2 separate regions of the Mus musculus genome follow, and region 2 is linked to region 1. The links are chromatin contacts, called in public promoter capture Hi-C maps. All regions are on one chromosome and are shown on one strand. The core of a region is the stretch at or near the end of the contact, and the rest is flanking DNA. Distances in the headings are between cores, read along the strand shown.

What was found. Promoter capture Hi-C pulls out the DNA fragments that hold promoters and counts their contacts.
Region 2: a promoter capture Hi-C map of neutrophils shows a contact between it and region 1, with 4 times the contacts expected there. The contact joins the promoter of Itpka here to the promoter of Gchfr in region 1. A contact is called at or near these places in 2 of 39 promoter capture datasets (hippocampal neurons and neutrophils), 1 of 484 Hi-C or Micro-C datasets (embryonic stem cells) and 1 of 115 datasets of contacts at active chromatin or transcription factors (pancreatic cancer cells).

Annotation. Positions count from the first base shown.
Region 1 is chr2:119,163,073-119,170,771 of GRCm38.p6, forward strand. It overlaps Gchfr (GTP cyclohydrolase I feedback regulator), which reads left to right and starts at 4,716. Exons shown (of 3, transcript NM_177157.4): 1 at 4,716-4,801; 2 at 6,604-6,698. The coding sequence starts at 4,766.
Region 2 is chr2:119,738,054-119,745,752 of GRCm38.p6, forward strand. Itpka (inositol 1,4,5-trisphosphate 3-kinase A) reads left to right here and starts at 4,284. Exons shown (of 7, transcript NM_146125.2): 1 at 4,284-4,808. The coding sequence starts at 4,326. It overlaps Gm25857 (a small nucleolar RNA gene), which reads right to left and starts at 2,903; the gene lies at 2,775-2,903.

The sequences.
Region 1 (7,699 bases), core at 3,466-5,965:
TGGAGAAACAGAGAGAGGAGAGGAGGGGAGGGAAAAGGACAGAGGGAGGGAAGACTGGAAGGAGGGGAAGGGCAGGAAGGAAAGAGAAATGGGCAAAATGAGGGGATGTAGAGGCTTTCAAAGTGAAGTCAGGATGCCACTGAAGGCTCAGGACTCAGGTGTGTCTCAGGCTTCCGCCTAAGAACTTGAGCCCTGCCCTTCAACTGCAGGCCTCTGGAACAGCAGATAATTACAGTGTGCCTTAGAGATTCGAGATGCTTATCAGGAGGCTGCAGGACTCTTGCCTCAGAGACATTTCCATGGTTCACACAGCCATGTTCTGTGGGTCACATGGTCCATCTCAAACAACTTCTGCATTCTTTCTCAGCTTCGGAAGCTGTTTCTCTTCCTCTCTTTATTTATCTTATTTTTTATATTTTTATTATTATTTATTTACATGTACATGTCTGTGTCTGTGTGTGTGTGTCTGTGTCTGTGTGTGTTCATGTGCCTGAGGTAAGGAGCATTCCCAAAGCTGGAGTTAAAGCTGCCTGATGTGTGTGGGAGTTGAACTCAGGCCCTCTTCAAGTCTTAATCACTGACCCATCTCTCCGGCCTTTCTGTTTTTATTTTAAGACAGGGACTTTGTAGTGGAGGCTGGCCCTCAACTCAAGGTGATCCCCTTGCCTCAGTCTCCCAAGTGCTTAGCTAAACAATTTACTTATGGCTATAGTTTGGCTGAGTGTCCCTCAAATGTCTGGGTGTCAATGACTGGGTCTGGAGGGTGGCATTACTAGGAAATAATGAAGCCTAAAGGATGTGGGGCCTAGGGAAGGTCTTTGGTTGCAGGGGCAAGCCCTTGTGGGGAGCAGGAGACCCAGCCTCAGTGTGTAAGTGGTCTCACCCTAAGCCTGGAGTTCACATTTTCTCATCCAGGCTGGAAGCCAGCAAGGACCAGTGTTCTTCCTGTCTGTGTGGTTACGGGCATTTGTGGAGACATCTAGCTTGTTCCATGGGTTCTGGGATCCAAGCTGGAGTTCTCATGATTGCACAGTAATCATGCTCCCCACTGCTGAGCTGTTCTGGTTTGGTTTGGTTTTCTGAAACAGTCTTTCCATCAGCCCAGGTTGGCCTCAATTCCCAGTTCTCCATTTTTTCACCTGTTGCGTGCTGGACCTTTTCGCTTTATAAGTTAAGTGTCTTGGTGTTTCATGGCAGTAACACGAAGCTGAGCAATATACTGATCTTGTGATGAGTTAAGAACTTTTTCTCACTGTAAGCTCCACTTTCCCTACTTGCTTTGGGACTCTGACTCAGAGCCTATCTAAACCTATGTCTCTCAAATTGCAGTTCCCAAGACCCTGAAATAAGGGTCTTTCCTGTTTGTACTTTCTAAGCTTAAATTGATACTTTTGTCTGTTTCAAATCACAAAACAAAATATCTAGTTTTATGTACCTGGGGACTTTGTGTAAGTTCTGTTTTGGTTTTGCCTTAGACAGGTTCTGTCTATGTAGCCCAGACTCTCCTCCAAGGCTCCCATCCAAGCTTTAAGCAGACCTGACTCTGATTAGCTTCTCAGACGAGATCAAGCATGTTCAGGGTGAGGTAGGGGACCCAGACGGCCCTCAAACTCCATCTTCATGTCTCAGTTGTGATGCTGGGGGTTGCTTCTAACGCTTTCATTGGGAATCTGTGAGTCCAAACGCTGATGGTCCTTGTCCCCAATTGGTTTTTGATTGATCAATAAAAGATGCCAGTGACCACTGGTTGGGAAGAGGGAGACAGGGAGGGACCCTTTGATTTGTGCGGGTTAGGACTCAGGAGAGAGGAACAGACAGAGAATCACTATGATGTGGTGGGAGATGGATCAGATTTAGAGCTGCAGGAGAGAGAACCAACTAGTCAGGTAAGAATTCAGGTAAATGGTTACTGGCCACTCCCCTGATTGAGCTTGGGGTAGCTAGGGGAGGATTAGAACTGCTCAGCTTTGATGTGTGTGTGTGTGTGTGTGTGTGTGTGTGTGTGTGTGTGTGTGTCTTTCATTAGTGGATCCAAAGAGTTCCTGGGTGGGTGACTGGAAACACATGACCCATTGGGAGTCAAAGCTGGACTGAGATTACAGGTGTCCATTACTCCAGGCTGATTTATTTTTTGTCACAAGGGGTGAAACTTGATTGTGACAATCACAACTTTGAAGAATAGAAGTGCTCTCAGCAGACAGATAGTCCCAACCGCCAGCACTTTACCTACATTTGGTTTTTAGAGTCTTTTCTTCTTCTTCATGTTTTTGTGGGGAGGAAAGTCCTGTAAGTTTTGTGTTTTAATTATTTATTTTATGTATGTGAGTACTCTGTAGCTGTCTTCAGACACACCAGAAGACAGCATTGAATTCTATTACAGATGGTTGTGAGCTGCCATGTGGTTGCTGGGGATTGAACTAGGATCTCTGGAAGAGCAGTCAGTGCTCTTAACCACTGAGCCTTCTTTCCAGCCCCTAAGGTTTATTTTTTTGTGTGTATGTGAGTGAGCAGGTACCTGTGAAGGCCAGAAGAGGGCACTGGCTTCCCTAGAGGAGGAGTTAGAGGCAGTTATGAGCCATTTGATGTGAGAGCTGGGAACTGAATAAGGGCTCCCTGGAAGAGCACCAAGTGTTCTTAACTTCTGAGCCATCTCTCCAGGCCCATGGGGCAGGAGACCTTTTTTAAGACAATATTTCACACTTCAACACAGGCTAGCCTTGAACTTGAAGCAATCCTGTCTTCTGAGTACTAAGGCTAGTGATGTGAGCCACCACCTTACCCCCATGAAATCTCACTATGTTACCTCCAAGTGGTCTTTAGCTTGCAAGTTCAAGTGCTTCTCCTGCCTCAGTCTCTGAAGTAGCTGGAACCACAGCCATGCACCACACACCTGGAAATTCTCATACATTGTACATTCCTTCTTTTTTTTGCTCTCTGTAAGGCAGTGTCTGGTGGTATAAAGATGAAGTTTACTGGCTCACTGGTTAAGGTCTTGCTGCCAAACCTGAGAACCTGAGTTTGAGCCCTGGAACCCACACAGTGGGAGGAGAGAGCCAGCTCCTGAAAACTGTCTATAACTTTCAGAAGTTAGCCTTGACAAGGTCTGTGAACACACAGAGACAAGACACATGATAAAACATTGCATTTCTAGGATTCCTAAAGGTTTGGGCAACTGGTTATATGCCTATTGATCATCTCTGCTCCCATGGAGTGCCTAGCCAAGTTAGCTGCCAATCTTGTTTCCCCTATTGGTTCTTTTTGTTATGGGGTGGGGTGAGGGTTTGTTGTTTTGTTCCTTTGTTTCCTTATTAGGTTTTGGTTTGTGATTGTTCTGAGACAGATTCAGTTCTCTCTCTCTGTCTCTCTGTCTCTCTCTGTCTCTCTCTGTCTCTGTCTCTCTGTCTCTCTGTCTCTGTCTCTCTCTCTGTCTCTCTCTCTGTCTCTCTCTCTCTCTGCCTCTCTCTCTCTCTCTCTCTCTCTCTCTCTCTCTCTCTCTCTCTCTCTCTTCCTTCCTGTTGCTGAGATAAAATACTCAAAACAAACAACAACCACCACCACAACAAGCCCAGCATCTTAGGGGAAAAAGAGCTTATTTTATCCCAGCTCTCAGTTCCGGCTTACAACGGAGCTTAGGATCAAACTCAGCGAACCATGGAATCAGCGGAGCATCATCCCAGCCCCTGTAGGGGTTCTTGATAGGTTCCCTGATGAGACTTTTATTTTCACCGTCCCAGGACTGAGGGTTAAATTTAGAACCTCAGTTTTTGCCCTCTACCTCTGCATTACAGCACGTCCCTTTCTGCCTCTTTAACGAGCTCTTTGTTAAACATAGATGCGTCTTATCCCTCTCGCTAATTGTTGGGGTGCGAGAGCTGGTGCCGGACAGGAAGAGGATCATATAAATACATCAGACCAGTTAGGTAAGAAGGTCAGGTTTCCAGGCCAGGGGCGGGGCGTGTTCCAGGGCAACTGGTTATATGCTTTTCCAGGGCAACTATTTTGTTCGTCTTTGCTTTTTAGGGAACCAATCAGAATGAGTCGGTTGAAGAATGTTGACCTGTCTACTTCTAGATGAGGGCGTGGACCAGCTAGTTGTGAACTCGCCGCCCTCTCTTGGGCATCAGGCTTAGGGATCGACGTTTCTATGCCTCAGGTGTTACCCTGTGATCTGCGCGTGCTCCCAAGGCTCCCTGCAGGAGGAACAGGTTCCGCGCCTTTACAGCCAGAGGACTGGCACCCAGCCAAGAGTGTAGATGATGCACAGACTTAATTTGCAGGGCCATAGATAGGCATGCAAAGACCCGCAGCCACACTTGAAAATGACAGACCCCAGGACAGACCCCAGGACGCAGGACTGCCCAGGACCTGACACTCGCGTCTCGCCTCGCCTCGTGCACTTAAGTTCACAAGGCACGCGTCCTGGTGAGGACACGCAGTCCCCGCTTCCCTTTAGTCCTCAGCGCAGTTTTCGCTCTGCTACGTTTTAGGGACAGGCGGAAACCGACTGGCATCCGCCGGACTTTGGAGCCTGAGCATGGAGGTATTGCAGGAAGAGGGCAAAGGGGCGACAGGCACCCTGTACGCCATGGCCACAACTCCTAGTGAAGTCCGCGGGGACACGCCCGCTTCCAGGTCTCTGGGGCGGCGGGACCGCGGCGCGCGCTCCTGATTGGCTCGTGCAGTGTCCGCACGGCCGCCAAGCGCCGCCCGCGGACAGAGCAGGGAGTAACGGGACTGTGGTCGCGGGCAGCCCCAGCCACGCACCATGCCCTATCTGCTCATCAGCACTCAGATCCGTATGGTGAGTACCTGGAGTGGGTGACAGCGACAGCCACTCTAAGGGACTTTCCTGATGGTCCCGCAACCGGCCTACCACGCCCCCGCGGCGCGGACACCAGGCAGGGTCAGGCGACTGGATGGGCAGGGAGTTCCGCGGGGACACCCACGACCCGCTTCACAAGCGCTGCAGCCAGGGCCCGCACGCCAAAGGCCAAGCTAAGCTGCGCACACAGCGGCTCACCTGTAGCCCCCTCCAGGCAGGGCTCGTTCTGATGCAGAGAGAATTCGGGTTAGAGGTGGAGAGGGCTGCGGGCAGCCTGGAGAGCACCACGCGGGGGTCTGAGGTCACGCTTCTCTAGGTGAAGTTTCGGGGGGGGACATGGGAGGGAGGTGGTACTGGCTGCTTTATAAGTCTCCTCAAATCCCCTTTCAAAGGATACCTGGTGCCCCCCCACCCCCACAGCTAAATAGCTGGGCGCGCTACCCCATCCTATTCCAATGCCCAGCGGTAGGTACAAATCTAGCTCCCAGGGGATAGCCAGGAGTAGTGGGCTCAGCATGAAACAGGAGAGGTCTTGACAATACCCAAAGGGCCATGAAAACCTGTACAGTTGTTGAAATCTGGATTGCTGGGCACATTCACCTCTCTTCCTCCTCAAATAATTTTTTAAAATTCTTTCCAAGTTTTCTTTCTTTGTTTTTTAGAGTTTTATTTATTTATTTTATGTATATGAGTATACTGTAGCTGTACAGATGGTTATGAGACTTCATGTGGTTGTTGGGAATTGACCGGTCAACCCCAGTCACTCAGGCCCAAAGATTTATTTATTATAAATCAGTACACTGTAGCTGTATTCAGATGCACCAGAAGAGGGTGTCAGATTTCATTGTGGGTGGTTGTGAGCTACCATGTGAGATTTGAACTCAGGACCTTTGGAAGAGCAGTCAGTGCTCTTACATGCTGAGCCATCTCACTAGCCTTCTTTCCAAGTTTTGTGTATGTGTGTGACAGGGTCTCATGTAACACAGGCTGGCCTCAGTTTGTTATGTATTGGAGGCTAGCCTTGCTTCCCAATTACTGGGATTACAGGCATGTCCCACCAGGCATGTCCTACCTGGCTTGGTTCTCTTAAATTATGGAGGTTTTGTTGTCTGTCTGTCTGTCTGTCTGTCTTTCTGTCTGTTTTTTTCCTTTGGGGGGGGCGGGGAGCGGAAATTCAAGACAGGATTTCCCTGTGTAGGCCCATCTGTCCTGGAACTATGTAGACCAAGTTGGCCTTGAACTCAAGAGATCCACCTGCCTCTGTCTCCCGAATGCTGACATCAAAGGTGTGCTCCATCACCGCCCAGCTATGGCTTGCTACATTGTATTGTGTGCTCATCAACTGACAAGCTTTGTGTCCTTTCTGTCTTTAGGCTATTATGAGTAGTTCTGCTAGGAACATATGTTTTTCTTGTTGGTTTGTTTCTTATTTTGGTGTCGGTTGTAACTTGGGAGGTTTACCTGCCTGTGTACAAAATTGTATGTGGACATATGTTCTCATTTCCTTCATTCTCCAAGTGATGCCAATACACAGGAAACCTGGCTGGTGGCACCTGGCTTGAAAGCACTGATAGGCAGTGTTCAGAGGCAACAGGCAGCCTTTTGGGAAGTTAGGGAGGACCCACTGTGCTCCCCTCTCAGTTATGTCCCACCTTAACTGACCTTCATTACCACCTCCCCTTCACCTAGAGCTTCCCCGGGGCCGGGGGAGGGGAAGAGAAGTGGAACTGTGCACATCTGCCTGCCACCCAGCTAAGCAGCTACCGTGGCTTTCCTTGCAGGAGGTGGGCCCCACCATGGTGGGTGATGAACACTCGGATCCGGAGCTGATGCAGCACCTGGGGGCCTCCAAGAGAAGTGTCTTGGGAAACAACTTGTAAGTAGTGGCATCCTTGCGCACCTTCTTTTCTCCCTGGCAGGGTCTTCTGCTTTTCCCTTCACACAGCCATCAAGCCCAGAGGGCAACAGCCCCTGGAGGGCTTGCTCGTCCTCAGGCCCCCACAGGGCCCAGATCACCAAAGAGAGTTTCCCAGCCTTTCTTCACAAGCAGTTTATCCTTAGTGGACGTCTGGGGCACCCCCTCCCAGGGGCTCTGGAAACCAACTGTTCTTGCCTTGTCCTCCCCGCTCAAAATTGGGTCCCATCAACAAAGACAAGCTTCACCTTGAAGGCCTGAGTGACAGAGCCCAGCCCCAGAAACAGAGCAGGACACCTGGGTCCTCTTTTGAGCTCCTGGCTGCCAAGGCACTTGGCCCCTTCCCTCAGGCTCCTTCCCATCATCTCTGTGGCCAAATACTACTGCTTCCCTTTCTGCTTCCTCACCCTGTCTTAGTGTTCTACTGCTGTGAAGAGGCACCATGACCAAGCAGAGTTAGAGGGTTAGTCCATGACAGACATGGTGGGGAGAATGGCAGCAGGCAGGCAGACAGGCGCTGGGGCAGGAGCTGAGAGCTTTATATCCTGATCTGCAGGCAGCAGCAGAGAGAGAAGTGGGGGGGGAGAAAGAGAGAGAGAGAGAGAGAGAGAGAGAGAGAGAGAGAGAGAAGCTGGGCTTGGCATGTAGTACTTTTGAAACCTCAAAGCCCACATCCAGTGACTCATTTCCTCCAAGGTCACACCTCCCAGTCTAATCCAGTTCTCAACCTTCCTATGCTGAGACCCTTTAACACAGTCCCTCATGTTGTGGTGACCCCCAACCATAAAATTATTGTTGCTACTTCATAATTGTAATTTTACTGCGGTTATGAATCATAATGTAAGTATCTGATATGCAGTGTATCTGAGACCCCAGTGAAAGGGTCATTTGATACCCCCCCAGGGATCATGACCTACAGGTTGTGAACTACTATTCTAATTCTTCTCAGATAGTTCCATTCC
Region 2 (7,699 bases), core at 3,034-5,533, 570 kb after region 1:
AGAAACCCAGAGCTGAGAAGTGTCAGAGGTTGGAACTGTCAAGGAACACACCCTGTGTGTTTCCCCTTCCAGAAGGACTGCCCTTCACCACCCTACAATTGAAGATGGGTCCAGGTTCCCACCAGCCCTCTTTTTAGAATGTCCTGGGCAGAGCCAAACATCAGAGTGACCACTTGAGAATGTTCGAAATAGGTAAAGAAACCAAGAGACCAAGGTTCGCAGCGCTCCCCTGAGGACCCATTGCCAACAGTGAAGGAAGTCCTGTAGCATCCTATAGTCAATTTTCTGACAGCTCCTGTTCGGTTTTCTTCCATTAAAATGTGAGATAATAGTCACCTCAGGAACAGAGCCATTTGTTCTTATTTCCTTTGCAACTAGCACAATGGCTGGTTCTCTTGTTCATTGCAACTACTCAATAGATATTTGCTCAGTGAGTGAATCAAGATATTCCCACAAAACACTGGAGTCTTACTTTCAGCACATCGCTTAGAAGGACCAAGCTCCCTCGGGCATGTGTTACTAGAATGAAATTTTGTACTAGTCCCACCAGAGGAAAATGATATCCTAATCCCTCCCCTGTAACACTGAACTAGTTCCACTGAGGAGGACCTGGAGTCTCAGAGTAATGAGTCCCTCATTCAAGAGTGCATGCTGTCCTGCCCTCTCTCTCCCTCTGTCTGTCTTGCAGAACTTCAGAGGAGCTGGAGAGATGGCTCAGCAGTGAGAGTCCTCTAAGGAGGACATAGGTTTGATCATCAGCACCCACAAGGCAGCTCACAACTGTCTGGAACTCCAACCCCAGGGGAGCCGACACCCTCTTCTGACCTCTGTGAACACTGGGGATTCCCATGTGGTACACAGATAGGCAAGCAAGCTAAAGACCAATACACACAAAATAAAGGGTTTTGTTTTGTTTTGTTTTGTTTTTTAATTTAAAGAAGCTTTTAGAAACTGCACAGGACCAGATAGACGTGGGGGTAGTGAGCAGTAATTTTGCTTCAGCACCTGGAGTGGAGGCAGAGGATAGAGATAAATTGAGCACATGGGGGCGGCGGGGGGGGGGGGGACACGGACACGCACACATGCACACACACGTGCACACACATGCACACACGAACACAAATGTACAAGCACACACACTCACATGCACACATGCATGTGCACACATGCACTAATGCATACACACAGACACAGACACACATTCACATGCACAAACACACAAGCAGGTGCACACACACACACACACACACACACACACACACACACACACACACACACACACACACGCATGCACCCCTTACTTTGCTCTTTCTATTTCCAGGCCTCTCCTTCCCTATATTTTTGTCCCATGGCTGTTGACCTCCAGGAGAGACATAACCCTCACACATACTGAGTCCAGGTGGCTAAGCAACAGGGAAAGGACTCAGGCACCTTAGTATTTGAAGGTATAGGAGGACTAACCCATGAGATGCCTCAAGAAAACAGGTTGAAAGCTGGTTGTGGTGGCACATGATTGTGAGCCCAGCGCTCAGGAGGTTGAAAGTCAGCCAGGGCTGTCAAGATGGCTCAGTGGTTAAGAATGGTTAAGACTGCTCTTCCAGAGGTCCTGAGTTCAATCCCCAGCAACCACATGGTGGCTCACAACCATCTAAAATGAGATCAGATGGCCTCTCCTGGTGTGTCTGAAAACAGCTACTTTGTACTTACATAAAATAAATAAATAAATAAATCTTTAAAAGAAAAAAGAAAGTCAGCCTAGGCCACATATCTGGACTCTGTCTCAAAAACCAGATACTTTGTTTCCTATGACAGTTAGCTGGTCTGTGGCCAAAGCAGAATGACTCGGTGGCCTAGCTCAGAACAATCCCTCAAGGACCCCCCAAAACCTTGACATAGTCCTCTATGCCCCAGCTCTATGCCCCTTGTTCCCTTCCAGACCTTTTGTTTCTCAGCACACAGGAGGCCACCACCCCACACACTCCATAAACTGATTTCCTTCACATCCCTTCTACTCAAGCAACAAGAAGTGGAGGAAGCTGGGTATGTTAGCTTACATCTGAGGCCCTGGTATTGGGAGGCTGAGGCAGGAGGATTACTAGACTTGGAGGCTTACTATTTATTAGTTTATTATGACCTATCCAGGCCTTGCCTCAGTATGGAAGTTCCCTCTGTTTTCTGCCTGTCCTTATTCATCTAACAAAATCCACCTAGACAGCACATACTGTTGTTATTGTTGAGAAACGGTTTCATGTAGCCCAGGCTGGCCAGCTTATAACTATGGATGGATGGCTTGAATCCCTGATCCTTCTCCTTCTGCCTAATAGAAGGTAGCATAGACATTCTCTGTGGCCCACAGCAACATTCTTTGGTTCCTGCTAAACTTGGGTGAGGACGTGATACAAGAAAAATAATTGTTCTGGGATTTCTCTCAGCTGCTAGGCTAGACCTTCAGCCTACTAGTCCAGCATTGTCCACACACTGCCTGGCACACAGGTACCCAGTAACATGCTCCCTCCTCCCTCTTCCTATTTTCCTCTGTCAGGTCCCAGTCTACCCTCTGAGATTCCCTGCTACAAGCTGGCATAGCTCTGGGCTCAAACACTCAGACATGCACACCTCTGCCCCAGAAAACGTTTCCAGGAGTCCATGCTGTTTCTTCACTTCTCCAAGGAGGAAGCAAGTGTTCAGACTGTGGTTTCCTTTCTCTTTTGCTTTCATTCCTCCCACACACCTCCTCCTCCTCCTCCTTTTTTTTTTTTTTTTTTAATTCCAAAATCTATACAGAAGCTGAGTGGCAGCTGCAGGCACTGTGATGACCTGGGCTGTCAAAGCCTCCCCATTACTCTGGCATGCAGTTGGAGATCCCATGGCTACAAGCAGCCACCGCCCCTGGAAACACCCCCCCCCAACTTCTCCCTTTATCAGTCAGTCATCTAGAGATCTTCTCTCTTTGCGAAAGGTTCTCCTCCTCCCTCTTAACTTCTGGCTGAAGAGAGAAAAGGCAAGTCTCATACTTAACCCTGGGCTTGCCCCAGCAATCCCAGGGTTGTTGTTCTAGGTGTTCCATGACAGGACCCTCAATTCTTTTAGGGGAAGGCAGACAAGTCTGGCTTCTGCTCACAGTAGCCTTGAAGTTCAGCTGAGCACCTGCAAGCAGAGGCCAGAGACCCATTCAGAGATGACAAGAAGGATTTCCAGTGTCTGAACTTCTACATCGGTGTTCTCTTTTCAGTATGCAGCCATAACTCTAGGCCGTGTGAAGTTTTTCTTCTGTTTACAGATAGGGAGATGGATAGAAGGAGTGAGCCAAGATAGGGTGGCCCGAGACACTGGCTGTCTATTACAACACTAAAAAACACTCGCATTTTTGGAGCACCAAGACTTTTTCGTTCCTTTCATGCTGGGCATGGAATCCAGTTCTAGTCGCGTACTACGCAAGTGCTCTACCGCTGAGCTACGCACTCAACACCCATCTCTAAAATTTTACTCTCAGAGCAACCCTGCAGCTCCGCGACGAAGGAGATTCAGCAGTTCAGAGAGGCGAAAGGACTCCTTTTGAAACCACAAAGCTCCAAAGGGGCAGGAGGGGGAGGAGGAGAAGAAACAGCTAGTGGGGGGCTGGAGAGGGGCGGTGGAAATGCAGGCCACCACCGGCTGTGATACTTGGAGAGAGTCAGACTCCGCCTCTTGACCTTGTTCTCTGCCCGCTGGGAAGTGGAGAGCTTCGAGGGGTGGGGGTGGGGAGCAGTCTCAGCTCGACCCTGGCCACAGACTCTAGTTGGGCACACTCCTTGAGGTGTGGCTTCCTTGGGTGGCTGACGGCCTTGAACTCCGAATTAAGGGGCCCAGGCCAGAGAAAAGCCCCAGAGACTCAAAAGACTTTGACCAGGAAGGTTGGAACACGGAAAGGAGCCCGAGGAAGCGAGTGAAAGAATGGGCACAGCTTCTTCCTGTGCAGATTAAGACCTCTGGTTCCCATTGAAGGAATCCCTCAAAAGCCGCGGGAGGGCACTGGGCTCAGGTGCGGGGCAGGTCCCTTCTGCCACCTTGAGGGCAGGTCTAGAGATAAGGCGGGGGCCGGACCTGGGACTTCCACGTTACACTCGGGACACTGCAAGCCTCCTGCAGCAGCGAGGGCCCCCGGAGGCCCGCGCTTTCTCAGAAAGTGAAAGGAGTGGGCGGGGGGCGCGGCCGGGGCGGGGCGCGGCCGGGCGGGCGTTGCCGAGGCTCCGCCCCGGGGCAGTCCCAAGCCCGGGGCGCTGAGCGTCTACAGTCCCCGCCGCGCCGCGGGCTGGTGGGCTCGGCTGCGGCTCCGGTGCCGGGAGATGACCCTGCCCGGGCGCCCGACGGGCATGGCGCGGCCACGGGGCGCGGGGCCCTGCAGCCCCGGGCTGGAGAGGGCTCCGCGCCGGAGCGTCGGGGAGCTGCGCCTGCTCTTCGAAGCGCGCTGCGCCGCAGTCGCCGCTGCAGCAGCCGCAGGGGAGCCCCGGGCCCGCGGGGCCAAGCGGCGTGGGGGACAAGTGCCCAACGGGCTCCCGCGTGCTGCCCCTGCCCCGGTGATCCCTCAGCTCACTGTGACAAGCGAGGAGGATGTGACCCCGGCCAGCCCAGGGCCGCCAGACCAGGAGGGGAACTGGCTCCCAGCTGCGGGGTCGCACCTGCAGCAGCCACGCCGCCTCTCCACCTCGTCCCTCTCCTCCACCGGCTCCTCGTCGCTGCTCGAGGACTCGGAGGACGATCTGCTGAGCGACAGTGAGAGCAGGAGCCGCGGCAACGTGCAGCTGGAAACCAGCGAGGACGTGGGGCAGGTACGGGCCGCGGGGGCGGGGCCAGCGGGGGCTGCGCGCCGGGGACTCCGCTCTCTGCTCTGCTCTGACCGGCTTGCGTTCCCCGCCGAGAGCCCAAGCGGGGGACAGGGGGCATGGGGGCGGAGAGGGAGCCCAGGACGACCTCTCGCCTTGGTTCTTTTTCGGGGGCTAGGCAGGCGATGGTAACTGAGTGCCTGGGCGTCTAAAGGAGGTTGAGGAGTACGCGACCCACGGAGCGGGAGCCGGCGGGTCGGCTGGCGTACCTGGGTAACTGTCAGGTAGGGCTGGAGAGATCAGAGCGGGGTAGCCTTGCCCCGGGAGCCCTGAGAGAAAAAGGGGCGCGTGAGCTTTTCCCTCTCCTCCCCCTCTCGGTGCCGCGGCCCCACCCCCGCCGTTGCCACGGTTTCCCTCTCTTGAGTGGGAGTGGAGCGGAGCTCCTGGCTCTGCTCCGGAGCCGCTGCCGTCTGCTCCCCGCGCGCGCACGAGGCGTGGATGCGGGAAGGGAGGGGCGCAGGGCTAGAACCGAGCGGAACCAAGATCCACCTGCTGCGTCCCCCCTCCTCGCCCTGGCCTACTGCTCCTAAGTGTCCTGGGAAAGGTAAACTGAGGCTGACAAGAGCTTGCTAGTCTCTGTATGGCAATGTGAATGTTCCCGGGCCAATTTAACCGGCAGCTATCACCAGCCAGTGTGAGGTGAAGTCATTATTCGTGGTATGGCCCTCCTTGACTGGAGGTTGAACTCAGGGCCTCAAACACAGTAGGCAAGCACAACCACCACTGAGCTACATCCTAGCCCTCTTTTCTTGACACTAAATTGCCAAGTTACAGTGAAACACAGTCTATAGCCTATTCGGGCCTTGAACCTGCGATCCTCTTGTGTCAGTAATCTCCCTTGTTTTAACCATGGCCAGATAACTAAACTAACTGCCTGTGGACTGTGCAGCGTTGCTCTAGATGCATTTTACGCAAGCGTTCCTCGAGTGGAAAGAGAGAGAGAAAAAAACCGGGAACGCCCCGCTCTGCCCTGAAGGCCGCGTCCTGGCGACTTCGAGAGTAAGACGCGCGCCCAGGTTGCCTAGACACCTTGAGAAGAGCGCCGAGGTGTGGCCTGGGCCTTCTGGAACCTGGCATCCCTGCACACTAGGATTGGACCGAGGGAGGCAGTGTAACGACTCGAAGTGGCACTGTGACTCAGAGACTTGCAATACAAAAGAGAAAAGAGGGTGGGGGACTCACAGCAAGGATGTCGTCCCCCCACTTCCCGTCATCAGGTGTAGGTGCGGGGGCTCAGTCACGAGTCCTCTGTGCCTTTCGTCCTGACACCGTACGATCCGGTACGGTGGTCGTTCTTGGGGCGACTCTAGACTAGGTACTGAGGCGAATGTCGCCGAGGCCGAGGCTTCCCCAATACTGTGACTTGTGAGCAGTGGGAGGACCTCTGAAGAACCTGTACCGTAGATCTGCCACTCCCCTGCTCTAATCTCTGACACGGAGAGGCGGGCCCCTGTGAAGGGCGCGACCGGTGAGAGCTGGGAGGACCCGGGCTAGGGCGCAGGCACACCCGCTTCCCTGTTCCGCCCGCCAGGACCCCCTAATTGCTCAGGGAGAGGCTGTGTGGAGGAGGACTTGCAGTCTAAATCTGGGTCCAGTGTAGGTAGCTCCGGCAGGGGTCAGGACATCCAAGAGAAGCCCAAGCTAGCTGTTCCCTGCAAATCATCTTCCTTTCCCACCCTGGGTCTCCTCCGGGAGGCTGCAGGAGCGGTCCAGATGGCCTCTCAGGGACCTTTCAAACTCCCAGGTTGTCTCCCAGGCTTCCCAACCCCCCCGCCCGCCGGGGCCTCCCCGAAGGCAAACAGCTCCGGAGCTGCAGATAAGCCTGGAGCTGTTGACAGAGGCTGCCTGCGTCTGCGTGGAAGGGCCGGGAGCGGACTTTGCCTCACAGCAGGCCCCACAGCACACACGCTCAGCCGGCCTTTGAGGGCTTCCCCGGTCAGGAAGCAGAGCGGGTCCCACTGACCGTAAGGATGCACCTGGGGAAAGACGGTTCCTGCATTGTAGGGCTGCCGCCTAGCCAGCCAGCATCTCACACCCGACTCGAGGCCCTAGAAGGCTCTGCCTGTCTTAGCCAGGCTCCACGACCTTTCCTTTACTTCCTAGGCGCTTGTACAGCCTGCTCAGAGCAGGACATGAAGAGCTGGCTGGGCTCCCTCCAGCGGCCTTTTCTCTGATAGAAGGAAAATTCAAGAACAAGAAAAACTGAGCAACCAAGGGAGAAGCAGGAGGCCTACTCCAGGGGCAAGTGGTGTGACTCTAAGGCCTTGGCTGTCTCCTCAGACATTTGTGGGAGTGACCCTAGCAGAAGAGAGGGTGTTTTGATGCTTATTCATCTGGTTTTATTCTCTCAATAACTCAGGCTAGGTAAGGAGACCTGGATGCTGTCCCCTCCTGGACTCAGAACCCCCACACATCATTTTTCACTAATTATAGAGCAGAATTTAGGTTAACAGACTTCCTTTTTAAAAAGCAAATGCCCATGGGAAGGTGAAGTCGTGGGTCACTTATACCTTAGTGCAAATCATTTAGTAAATTTAAATTGGTTGCTCTCCCCACCATCACCACAGGGAGTGCTAGTTTGACAGGACAATTGGAACATGGGGAGGGTGTTGGGCTGGCAGAAATGTCAACCAGGATTGGTGACTCTATAGAGCAGTGATTCTCAACCTTCCTAATGCTGCAGCCCTTTAATGAAGTTCCTCATGTGTGGTGGCCACCAACCATAATATTTTTATTGCTACTTCATAACTGTAAGTTTGCTACTATTATGAATCATAATGTAAATATCAGTGTTTTCTGATGGTCAGATGACCCCTGTGAAAGAACTGTTTGTCCCT